3 separate regions of the Mus musculus genome follow, and regions 2 and 3 are each linked to region 1. The links are chromatin contacts, called in public HiChIP or PLAC-seq maps. All regions are on one chromosome and are shown on one strand. The core of a region is the stretch at or near the end of the contact, and the rest is flanking DNA. Distances in the headings are between cores, read along the strand shown. Region 1 overlaps Zbtb16 (zinc finger and BTB domain containing 16). Region 2 holds the start of Zw10 (zw10 kinetochore protein). Region 3 has its middle 18 kb from the start of Htr3a.

Region 1 (3,178 bases), core at 209-2,708:
GATCCTAGGACAACACTGAGGTCAGTCAGCACAGGGCTCCAGAGGGTACTTTGAGGAACTCACCCTACCTTCATAACAGACATGGGAGGCCTCTACTGTGGCCAGAATGTTGTCTAGGGAAGACAGTGAGAGTATTTGAGCAAGAGCCATGAGATAGCCCTGCTCAGCCAGTTCACACTATGGAGTGAAAGACAGGGTATGTGTGAGTCAAGTAGGCAGGGCTAGTTGCCCGGTCCTAGCCTAGTCTTGCTACCACCCTCTTGATTTAGGGGACAGGATACCCAGCTCAGAGGGCCTTGAAGGAGCTGTGGGTCTTTTCCTAACTGAGGAGTAGATGACTTAACTCCTTTCTTTGCTCTAAAACAAAATGAGATCGTTTCTTACTGTCCATGAGTGGAAGAATGCCAATTTCTGAATTATCTGTCTGTCTGTCTGTCTGTCTGTCTGTCTGTCTCTCCCTCCCTCTCCCGTGTGTGTGTGTGTGTGTGTGTGTGTGTGTGTGTGTGTGTGTGTGAGAGAGAGAGAGAGAGAGAGAGAGAGAGAGAAAGAGAAAGAGAGAGAGAGAGAGAGCTGGGATCAAGTCTCTCTGTAAGGATGTAGTGGAGTTTGCACACAGCATAAATGTTCTGCACTCTTCAGGGAGGGCTGAAAGAACTTCTCATCCTCCTAGCCTTTTCCTAGCTGAGGGATGGGGTATGTATGTGGCTGGCCCTTACATGGGTGACGGGCTCTGATGAATAAAGAAGGAGCTTCACTTTCAGGACCTGAGCAGTACGGTCCAGCCAGTTGTCAGCATTCTCACCAAGGAGCCTGCCTTGGCTCTGGGTTCTGGATGCCACCCTAGTCAGAGGAGCACAATGCCATATCATTATCAAAGGTGAAAGGCTCACCAGATGCTTAGAACTACCTAGGGCTGCTTGGTAGACAGGAGGGGGTCTTAGCAGGTAAGGTCCAGCAAGGGGGACCAAAGAGAGAGGCGTATACTCAACAACTTTCTCTACAGCGTCCGCATAAGGACCTCCCAGTAAGACATCATCCCATCAGTGATTCCCTCATAGACCCCCTAAGTTCAGTCTCAGGGAAGATGACCAGCTTCCGTTAGCCACCTCCAGGTATGGCATTGGATCAAGTCACTTGATATCGCATGGCATGAGTGACTCAAGCCCTACGAAGTCCACCCAGGATGCAGCTTACTTTGCCCATGCCCCTGTCTCGGAGTTCATTTAGCCACGTGTCAGTCCAACTCTACTCAGGGCAAGCCAAGCTTCAGATCTCCAGCAAGGACAGAGTTTGGGTGACACCCTTGCTCATTCTAGAAACGCAGACATGTGTGCCCCTTGTGCACACACATTCAAGCACTCATTGATTTTCACACCAGCCCAGCAGAGGCTCTGCCCACCCCTGACACAATGCCTTATTAATATTCCGTTGCTCTTGGCCCATTTGCTGCTGGGGCGGGTGTTTAGCATCAGCAGCTGTGTTTGGTGCGTTAGTCCAGCCGTGCTGTTGGCATTGATGGATCCTTGATTCACATGGCTCATCATATAATAAACTCTCAGCTGCACGGAAGGGAGGGGCCGAGAGGACGGGATCTGAGGAGCCCGGGGCCGGGGTGGGGAAGGAGGACGGTGGGGTTGACCGGAGCAGAAGGAAGCCACATGGTAATGACAAACCGGGGGAAAAGGAGGGTCACAGGTGCCCTGGGCAGGCCAGAGGGGCTCTAATTAGTCTCGTTTGTCCTGCACTTAATGTCAAGCTCATTAACGCGCCTACAGAGTTAATCAACATACCACAAATTGGATTTTGACTTTTGTCGCCAGCTTTATGTACATTGTGGCCAGCCTGACACGCTCAGCTCTCAGGGAGAGGGTTGTAGGCCTGGTAGCCACTGAGCTGTAAAACCTGGGTGGGGTGAGAGTAGGTTTGTGTCATAGTGACTTGTCATTTTTGCTTTTTTTTTTTTTTATTCTCTGAATGCTTTTCACTCTTTCCCTGGGCAGACTCCAGGGAGTTCCTATTTAAACTCATTTAACATGTGATCCACTTTGTAATTAAATTCATAAAAATCTGATCAAACAAACCCCTCCGTTGTTTGTTAAACTCTTAGGGCCCCCCTCTGGAAGCCGGGAGCACACACAGGCAGCCAGCCCTCCCTCACTGCCACCCCCTCTTCCCAGAGGGGGGCTGGGTGACTGCCGATGTACGTTTTAATTACCGGCTTCGGCTGAAGTCTCACGTGGCCCTTGCTTTATTTATTTATTTATATCTTAATGAGGATACTGAATCTTTGATTAAAGTCGTAATCGTTGCTGATTCAGGAAGGAGGGGGAGCTGGGTGTCAGACCAGACGGGGCCATGTGTGCAGACAGACAGACAGAGGAGGGAGGGAGGGCAGGTGGCCAGACAGCAGAGAGACAGACAGACAGACAGACAGACAAGAGACAAACAGGCAGGCAGGAAGGGAGAGAGGAAGAGTGGGGAGAGAGAGCAGCAGACAGACAGGCAGGCAAGACAGCAGACAGGCAGACAGACAGTCAGACAGCAGAGAGGCAGAGAGACAGGCAGACAGAGGGGGAGGGAGGGTAGGTGGGCAGACAACAGAGAGATAGACAGAAAGACAGAGACAAGCAGGCAGGCAGGAAGGGAGAGAGGGAGGAAGGGAGGGGGAGAGAAAGCGACAGGCAGACAGACAGACAGGCAGGCAGGTAGACAGATGGCAGACAGACAGGCAGACAGACAGACAGGCAGGCAGGTAGACAGATGGCAGAGAGACAGGCAGGCAGACAGACAGCAGAGAAAGGCAGAGAGACAGGCAGGCAAGCATATGGACAGCAGAGAAACAGAGAGACAGAGTCTCATGCACAGGCTACCCCTCACTATGGTAGTCCTATAGTCAGTCAGTACCTGTATCAGTGAGGGCTAACCTCGTGCCTTTGATGGGGATAGGAACAGATCCTTGGTATAGCTCTAGTAGTGAGAGAGACAAGGGTTGGTTTGGCCAGGCCTGTGAGCTACGACAGCGCCCCTTAGATGGTGAAGACTGGTGAGGGATGGGACCTCTCTCTGTGCTTATGTCATGAAGTCTTGCCCCCCCCCGCCCATGTCCCATGTTCTTTCTGTATATCTTTCACCCCACGAGAGAGAGTGCCAGTGAACAGATCCCAACAACCACTCCCCA
Region 2 (3,178 bases), core at 233-2,732, 390 kb before region 1:
TATCTCCCTTAATTCAAAGCAACTTAATATCTTCTTGAACACGCTGCACGATGTAAATTATGCTTGCCCATAAACTAATTCCTTTTATGTAGGAAAGATACTATTCTCCAAACTGGCCAAAAAACGGGGCTGAAGTGTAATACTTCAGCAGTTACAAAGCATCCCAGTACAAAAGAGAAGACTCAGGAGAAAAGTCAGGCATTTGTTTTATGCAGGAGGCTACAACTGAGATGGAAGAGGTGTGTGTGTGTGTATGTGTGTGTGTGTGTGTGTGTGTAGAAATACATTTAAAGTGGTAAAAAGCTGGAGGTGCAAGGACTATGCCTGCTTGAGGCACAGAAAGTAGTTCTCAGTTGACTGAAGATTCAAACTTATGTATGAAACAAATACTAGTGCAATGTCCTCATCCTAGATCATTAAAAAACAAAAAACCGTAAGCCACACTACAGAAATGCCAGTGGCATGAATACATAAAATTAAGAACTCTAACATCAAAAATTGTTAGGAGCGGGTGGGATGGTGGAGACCTTCCATTTCAGCACTCGGGAGGCAGAGGCAGGCGAATTTCTGTGAGTTCGACACCAGCCAGTTCTACAAAGCTTGAATCCAGGACAACGAGGGCTATTACACGGAGAAACCCTGTCTAGGAAAAAAAAAAGAAAAGAAAAGAAAGAAAGAAAAAAAGAAGAAGAAGAAAGTTGTTAGGTAGCGCCTACCAAGTCCAGACTTAGTGAGGTACACGTCATTTTCAAAGAAAGCCACTGAAGACCTGGCTTGCCAGGTAGCACTAATACGAAGTAAAACTATGGCTGTGAGTTGCATATTCATGCCGGTACCAGCTCATCAGCCCTCAGCATGCCTCAAGTTCCGTGCGTGAAGTAATACTTTTATAAACATATTCAACCAGTTAAAAGAAAATCCGAGGAGAACGACGCGACTTTCCTAGAATTATTACATCCATCCATAAATGAAGGAGTGGGTAGAGATGACAGATAGGGCGGCTGTCCTGTCCTAAGTGGACATCCGGGCTTCCAGTCCCACCTCCGGCTCCGCAGGTTTCTTCAGTCTTCTCCATCAGCGGCTCACTTTTGCCCAACTTGGCCCCACTCCCCACCACTAAACAGCCACGGCCTTTCCTCCTCACAATCCCAGGCCCTGGTCTCCAACCGCTCTGCGGCCGTGCTCCAAACAGCCCCCCAACACTTCTGAGCCTCCAACTCAGGAGGCTCCGCACCCGGCTCTCCCCAGCGGCAGCAGCCTGTGGCCCGCCCTCACCTTGATCTCCTCCACCCGCCGGGTCAGGCGGCTGATCCTGGTGCCCAGATCCTCCTTCTCCAGGCTCCCCGAGTGGGCCAAGACTTCTGTCACGAAAGAGGCCATCGCCACGAAGCGTACCCACACAAACAGGATAGGTCAACCCCGCTGCCAGCGCCGCAGCTCCGGTCCCGCCAGCGGCCTCACCGCAGGGCCTGCCGGGAAACTGAGTTCTACGGGGTCCGGCGCTCGCGCACAGGAGAGGGTCACACTACAGTTCCCAGGAGGCCTCGCGCCGTCAGGCGTCCGCTGTTTCAGTGGCGTCTAGAAGGCACCAAAGTGCGCAGGCGTCATCTGCTCCCTACAGGTTTTCAAACGCCAGTCTGTTCCCGCCGGTTTTTTTCTTCTTGTATTTTGGGTAGGGTTGGGTTGGTTTCGCTAGAAACTGCGGAATGTTTCAGGTAATAATCCTTTATGGCCCTCCCTATACTCAGTAATCTCAGGTTTTCCTGTGAGATTATCTAGCTCGATACTTACAGAATCATCTCGATCTTTTTTGTTATTCATTCATTGGGCTCAGCAGCTAAGTCTACCCGAATTTTGCCCTCTGGAATTGTGCGAGAGAGTGACATAAGTGAAAGGATCCCCACAATTGCACCTTTCTAATAGTGTTTGTTAATAGTGCCTCATATTAAGTATATTGATACATGGATATGGTACAAATTTATACTTAGTGTAACGGTCCTGTAAGTGCTACAGACATTCTTTTATAAAACCTTCTTTCTAAGATACGTATGAATGTTTTGGCTGTGTCCATGGAAGTCAGAAGCAGGCAAGTAAGTCCAGTCCCTGAAACTGGACTTACAGATGACATGAGCCACCATGTGGATGCTGGGAATTGAGTCCTGGTCCTGAGTAAGGGCAACGAGTGCTTCTAGCCACCGGGCAATCCCCTAGAACAAGATTCTTATCACTTCCTATCAGAGATTACAAATAAATTTCACCAAAGGCTTTTTATCGTTGTTTAATTTTAAAGTTTTCAGTGATTTTTTTGGCTCTGTTTTGAGACGTGGTTTCTGTAGCCCTGGAAGGCATCAAATTCATAGCTATCTTCCTGCCTCAGCCTCCTGTATACAGGAATTATACACTTATTCCACTATGTCCAGCTAGCCATAGCTTTTTAGAACTATTTCATTGTTGAAGGTCAAAAGAGTGTTCCGCGAAGATGAGATCACTCGTTCACTTTGCAAAACAGGCTGACCTGAAAGACAGCCACTGGGCATTATTACCAACGTGACACTCTTTGTAGGAGAGGGATGCGTGCTGTAAGAGCATCCTTGTCCCCTTTATACACTTTTTGTTACTTGACCAGCAGAGCAAGCAAGTGTTTTACATAGCCAAATGGAATGCCATTAGTGCAGCAATACCATAAAGTATAAAATTAACAGAGACAAGGGTGCAGATACAGGTAATTCAATCAGTAGGGATTTAGAACAGATGTTATCTGTCTCCAGCATCCTTCCTGGAGCAGGCAATAAAACCAATAAACAAGATGTTTATTATACAAATGTCATCTTTTCTCTTGCTAATTTACCCTTTGTCCTTTTTTATCGTTGATGGCAGGGAAAATTCTTGCACTGAGAGCTTGACCTTTAACATTCTTCAACTGAGAGATCACTTAGTAGTTAAGAGAACTAGCCTTGTGGAGGACCCGGGTTCCAGTCCTATGTGAGGCAGCTCAAAAACACCTGTAATTTCAATTCGAGGGAATCCAATGTCTTCATTCGACCTCTGAGGGTTCCTGTACATATATGATGCACATATATACACTGAGACACATACATATAAAAGAATTACTAAAAATAATAAAATCGTCTCATTATTGGTATGTATTGCATACTTGGAGATATTCACACAGTATAGT
Region 3 (3,178 bases), core at 378-2,877, 270 kb before region 1:
CAGAGTGTACTGGCTGGTTTTGTGTGTCAACTTGACACAGGCTGGAGTTATCACAGAGAAATGAGCTTCAGTTGGGGAAGTGCCTCCATGAGATCCAGTTGTAAGGCATTTTCTCAATTAGTGATCAAGGGGGAAAGGCCCCTTTTGGGTGAGACCATCTCTGGGCTGGTAGTCTTGGGTTCTATAAGAGAGCAGGCTGAGCAAGCCAGGGGAAGCAAGCCAGTAAGTAACATTCCTCCATGGCCTCTGCATCAGCTCCTGTTTTCTGACCTGTTTGAGTTCCAGTCCTGACTTCCTTTGGTGATGAACAGCAGTATGGAAGTGTAAGCTGAATAAACCCTTTCCTCCCCAACTTGTTTCTTGGTCATGATGTTCGTGCAGGAATAGAAACCCTGACTAAGACAGCAGACCAAGTACTTACTATCAGGAAAGACCTTTTATTGTGCACCATTCCCATGAATGGGAGCTGCACCGTATCATTGTAGAGAGTGGGTAGTGCGTATCACAGAAAATGCTGAGTTTCATCACAGGTGATGAAGACAAAGGAAGGTACAACAGCCTTAAATGTGATTTCTGTAAGAAGAAATATAGGAGTCGAGGGACATAGATTTAGCACTGGCTTTCAATGATGTCAGGAAGGCTGTCCCTAGTGATCAGACACTAGACTTTGGGGCAAGTAGAGCAGGTGCCCACCATCTGGAGCATAGGAACTCCTAAGAAGGTTGCTGAGACAGGGTTTGGCTTTGGATCAGTTGGCTCTTATTTGGACAATATGCTTGTAGGCTAACCATTCATCATATCTAGTGAATGGCTCATTCTTGGGGGAACAGTCTCTCCAGCGTCAGAAGGACTCTAGATATCAAAGCACCAGCGTACATAATGTAAAAGTGATGGTCCTTCAGCCTGCTCTGAGGGTTCCAGAAGTACAAAATCTCTTTCCTCTGCTTTTCTGGGCACTTCAGTGTAGCATGCTACGAAACTTAGTGGTCGGCTTCAACAGAGGAGACAGTTGTGCACTGAGCCAAGTATGAGAGGAAGGGTTGTTTGAGGGGGTAGTACCCCACAAATCGAACTCATTCATACACAGACCCACCCTTTAGCTCAGTAGTGACCTGAGCATTTGCTCTGTGTGTCAGGGACCTGGCCCTGTGCCAACAGAGCTGCCCAGGAAAGATGGTGACAGTGTGCAGGAGCTTCAAGGAGCACTCCATCTGACAGGGGGGGGGTGTAAAAGGGCGCAGATGTGGGGGCTCAGAATCACATTTGGGCTTCACTGCAGTGTACTTCTTAAAGCTGTCTGACTTCATCCGATGAAAACCTGCTGGTTTGGCACAAGCTGCCTGGATATATAGCATCAGGCTTTTTGAGAGCTCAGGGTAGGAGTTGGGGGGTGGGGGAAGAGGCTAAGAGAGACAGAGAAAGACACAGATAGAGACAGACAAACAGACAGACAGACAAACAGAGACTGGGACTAGATTCGGCACTTCTTGGGAACCAGTGAGAAGTGCAGGCGTGCCATCTGAGTTCCACAGATCCCCACGGGATGTGTTTGCACATTCACCCACTCTGGGGGAAGCAGGGGTTCTAAGGATCAAGAGGATTGCAGGTGACTGTGGGATTCTGGGAGGCCTGAATAATTGGGAGGTGGGCATTCAGAGATAGAACAGTGTCCCTTGGAGTCCACTCTGCTACCAGGGCAGCTGGGCCCTGGGGCACCTGCCAATCACTGCAGTGCACTTGGTAATCTCCCCTCTTCACAATCAGATCGGTCAAGCACCCAGTGCAGCTGGGCCTCTGAATTATAGGCTGTGGGCAGATGGCTGTCCAAGGAAACAGCCAACGAGTGTGCATCAGGCCCCTTCCTCTGGCTCCTGCTCCTGACAGCAAACACCCACTCTCTGCAAGGAATAAGGCAGTGACACACCACATCAAATGCTTACCGCATCAGAGCCCACTCCCAGCCCTGCTCAGGGAAAAACCCTGGACCTCTCTGCCCTCCAATGCATGATTCTTGCCTCTGACAGATGTAATCCTCTCGTTCACCACACCCCTCCGGTCTTAGAGCTAGGAGCAGCAGAATGCTGTGAGTCGGAGATGGCAGGGAGCATGAGGTGCCATCCACCTTCACCTCTGGCATCCGATACAGTGTTGGCTCAATGAAGATCACTCTGGGAGTGGGAAGGGTCTGGGAGTCCCAAGTGTCAACCAGGCCACATTGCTGCCACTACTCCTGTCCCTTGCCAGGGCAAATACCAGGAAGAGGAATCATAACTTTGAGTGGTTGCTTGGTCTTCCTTACCAGGTCCCTGATACCAAGTAGCCCATTCTCCCTTTTACTGCTTCTTCACTCTGGTCCCTGAGAGAATGAAAGTTCTCTCCATTTCCCATCTTCCCCTGTAGGCAATACCCATTAGGTTCCAGGGCTCCAGGAGACGGCTTCACTCTAGGTCTTAGGTCTTCCTTCAGCCTGCCAATCTTTCTGGATACTCCTCTGCTCTCTGGATTTTCTGCTAACCTGAATTAATTCTCCTTGTCATCCTGGGATTCTCCAGGGCACTAAGCAGAGACAAGGGTGGCCATTGTTGGTTTATAGACTTGGGAGTCTCTTGCTATTTGGGATAGTAGTGGGCATGCATGCATGCTTGTATGTACATGTGTGTATCGTGTGTGTGTGTGTGTGTGTGTGTGTGTGTGTGTGTGTGTGTGTGTGTGTGTATGTGTTGTAGCAACATGAAGTTGAAGGGTCATCAGAGCTCTCATTCTGGAGATGTGGCTGGGAGATGATACTATCCCAAGATTATGGTAAAGATGACATTAGATGATGTTAGATACAGATACTGCTACCTACAGGCACTGGCTATGTGCAGTCCATTTGAGACAGAGAACAAGGCTATACAGACTAGCAATCTTCTGGGCCTCTGTACTATGGTCAGGTTCTAATCTTAGTCCCTGAGGACGTAAGGTCTGTTGATGTATAAAAACATGATTGAGGCTGTGGTAGGGTACATGCCTAGTATACACAAAGCCCTGGGTTTAATCCCCAGGACCCTACAAACTGAGTGTGTATTATTTGGGAAGTAAAGGTAGGAGTATTTGAGGTTTAGAATCATCCTTGGTGGACATAGCAAGTTTCAGACCATCTTGGACCACAGGAGACTCGTCTTAAGAAAACAAAGAG

What was found. HiChIP or PLAC-seq counts read pairs in DNA pulled down with a chosen protein or histone mark.
Region 2: an H3K4me3 HiChIP or PLAC-seq map of embryonic forebrain shows a contact between it and region 1, with 3 times the contacts expected there. The contact joins the promoter of Zw10 here to the enhancer-like site in region 1. A contact is called at or near these places in 4 of 39 promoter capture datasets (the C10 cell line, the HPC-7 cell line, cranial neural crest and 1 more), 6 of 484 Hi-C or Micro-C datasets (embryonic fibroblasts, embryonic stem cells, immediate neuronal precursor and 3 more) and 7 of 115 datasets of contacts at active chromatin or transcription factors (embryonic basal ganglia, embryonic forebrain, embryonic limb bud and 3 more).
Region 3: an H3K27ac HiChIP or PLAC-seq map of VIP interneurons shows a contact between it and region 1, with 3 times the contacts expected there. The contact joins two enhancer-like sites. A contact is called at or near these places in 1 of 484 Hi-C or Micro-C datasets (bone marrow-derived macrophages), 3 of 115 datasets of contacts at active chromatin or transcription factors (VIP interneurons, embryonic basal ganglia and embryonic stem cells) and 1 of 9 other capture datasets (embryonic stem cells).

Annotation. Positions count from the first base shown.
Region 1 is chr9:48,661,566-48,664,743 of GRCm38.p6, reverse strand. All of the region lies in intron 5 of Zbtb16 (zinc finger and BTB domain containing 16), which reads left to right. Among named protein-coding and RNA genes, the nearest start is that of Gm32280, 6.9 kb to the left of the region's middle. Within about 2 kb of position 1,458, at least 33 of the 459 cell types and tissues checked have an H3K27ac peak or open chromatin away from gene starts, as enhancers often do. A contact at or near this core is called in the HPC-7 cell line, VIP interneurons and embryonic forebrain, where this site is marked.
Region 2 is chr9:49,053,885-49,057,062 of GRCm38.p6, reverse strand. It overlaps Zw10 (zw10 kinetochore protein), which reads right to left and starts at 1,482. Exons shown (of 16, transcript NM_012039.2): 1 at 1,276-1,482. The coding sequence starts at 1,380.
Region 3 is chr9:48,927,615-48,930,792 of GRCm38.p6, reverse strand. No RefSeq gene overlaps it. Among named protein-coding and RNA genes, the nearest start is that of Htr3a, 18 kb to the right of the region's middle. Within about 2 kb of position 1,627, at least 10 of the 459 cell types and tissues checked have an H3K27ac peak or open chromatin away from gene starts, as enhancers often do. A contact at or near this core is called in VIP interneurons, where this site is marked.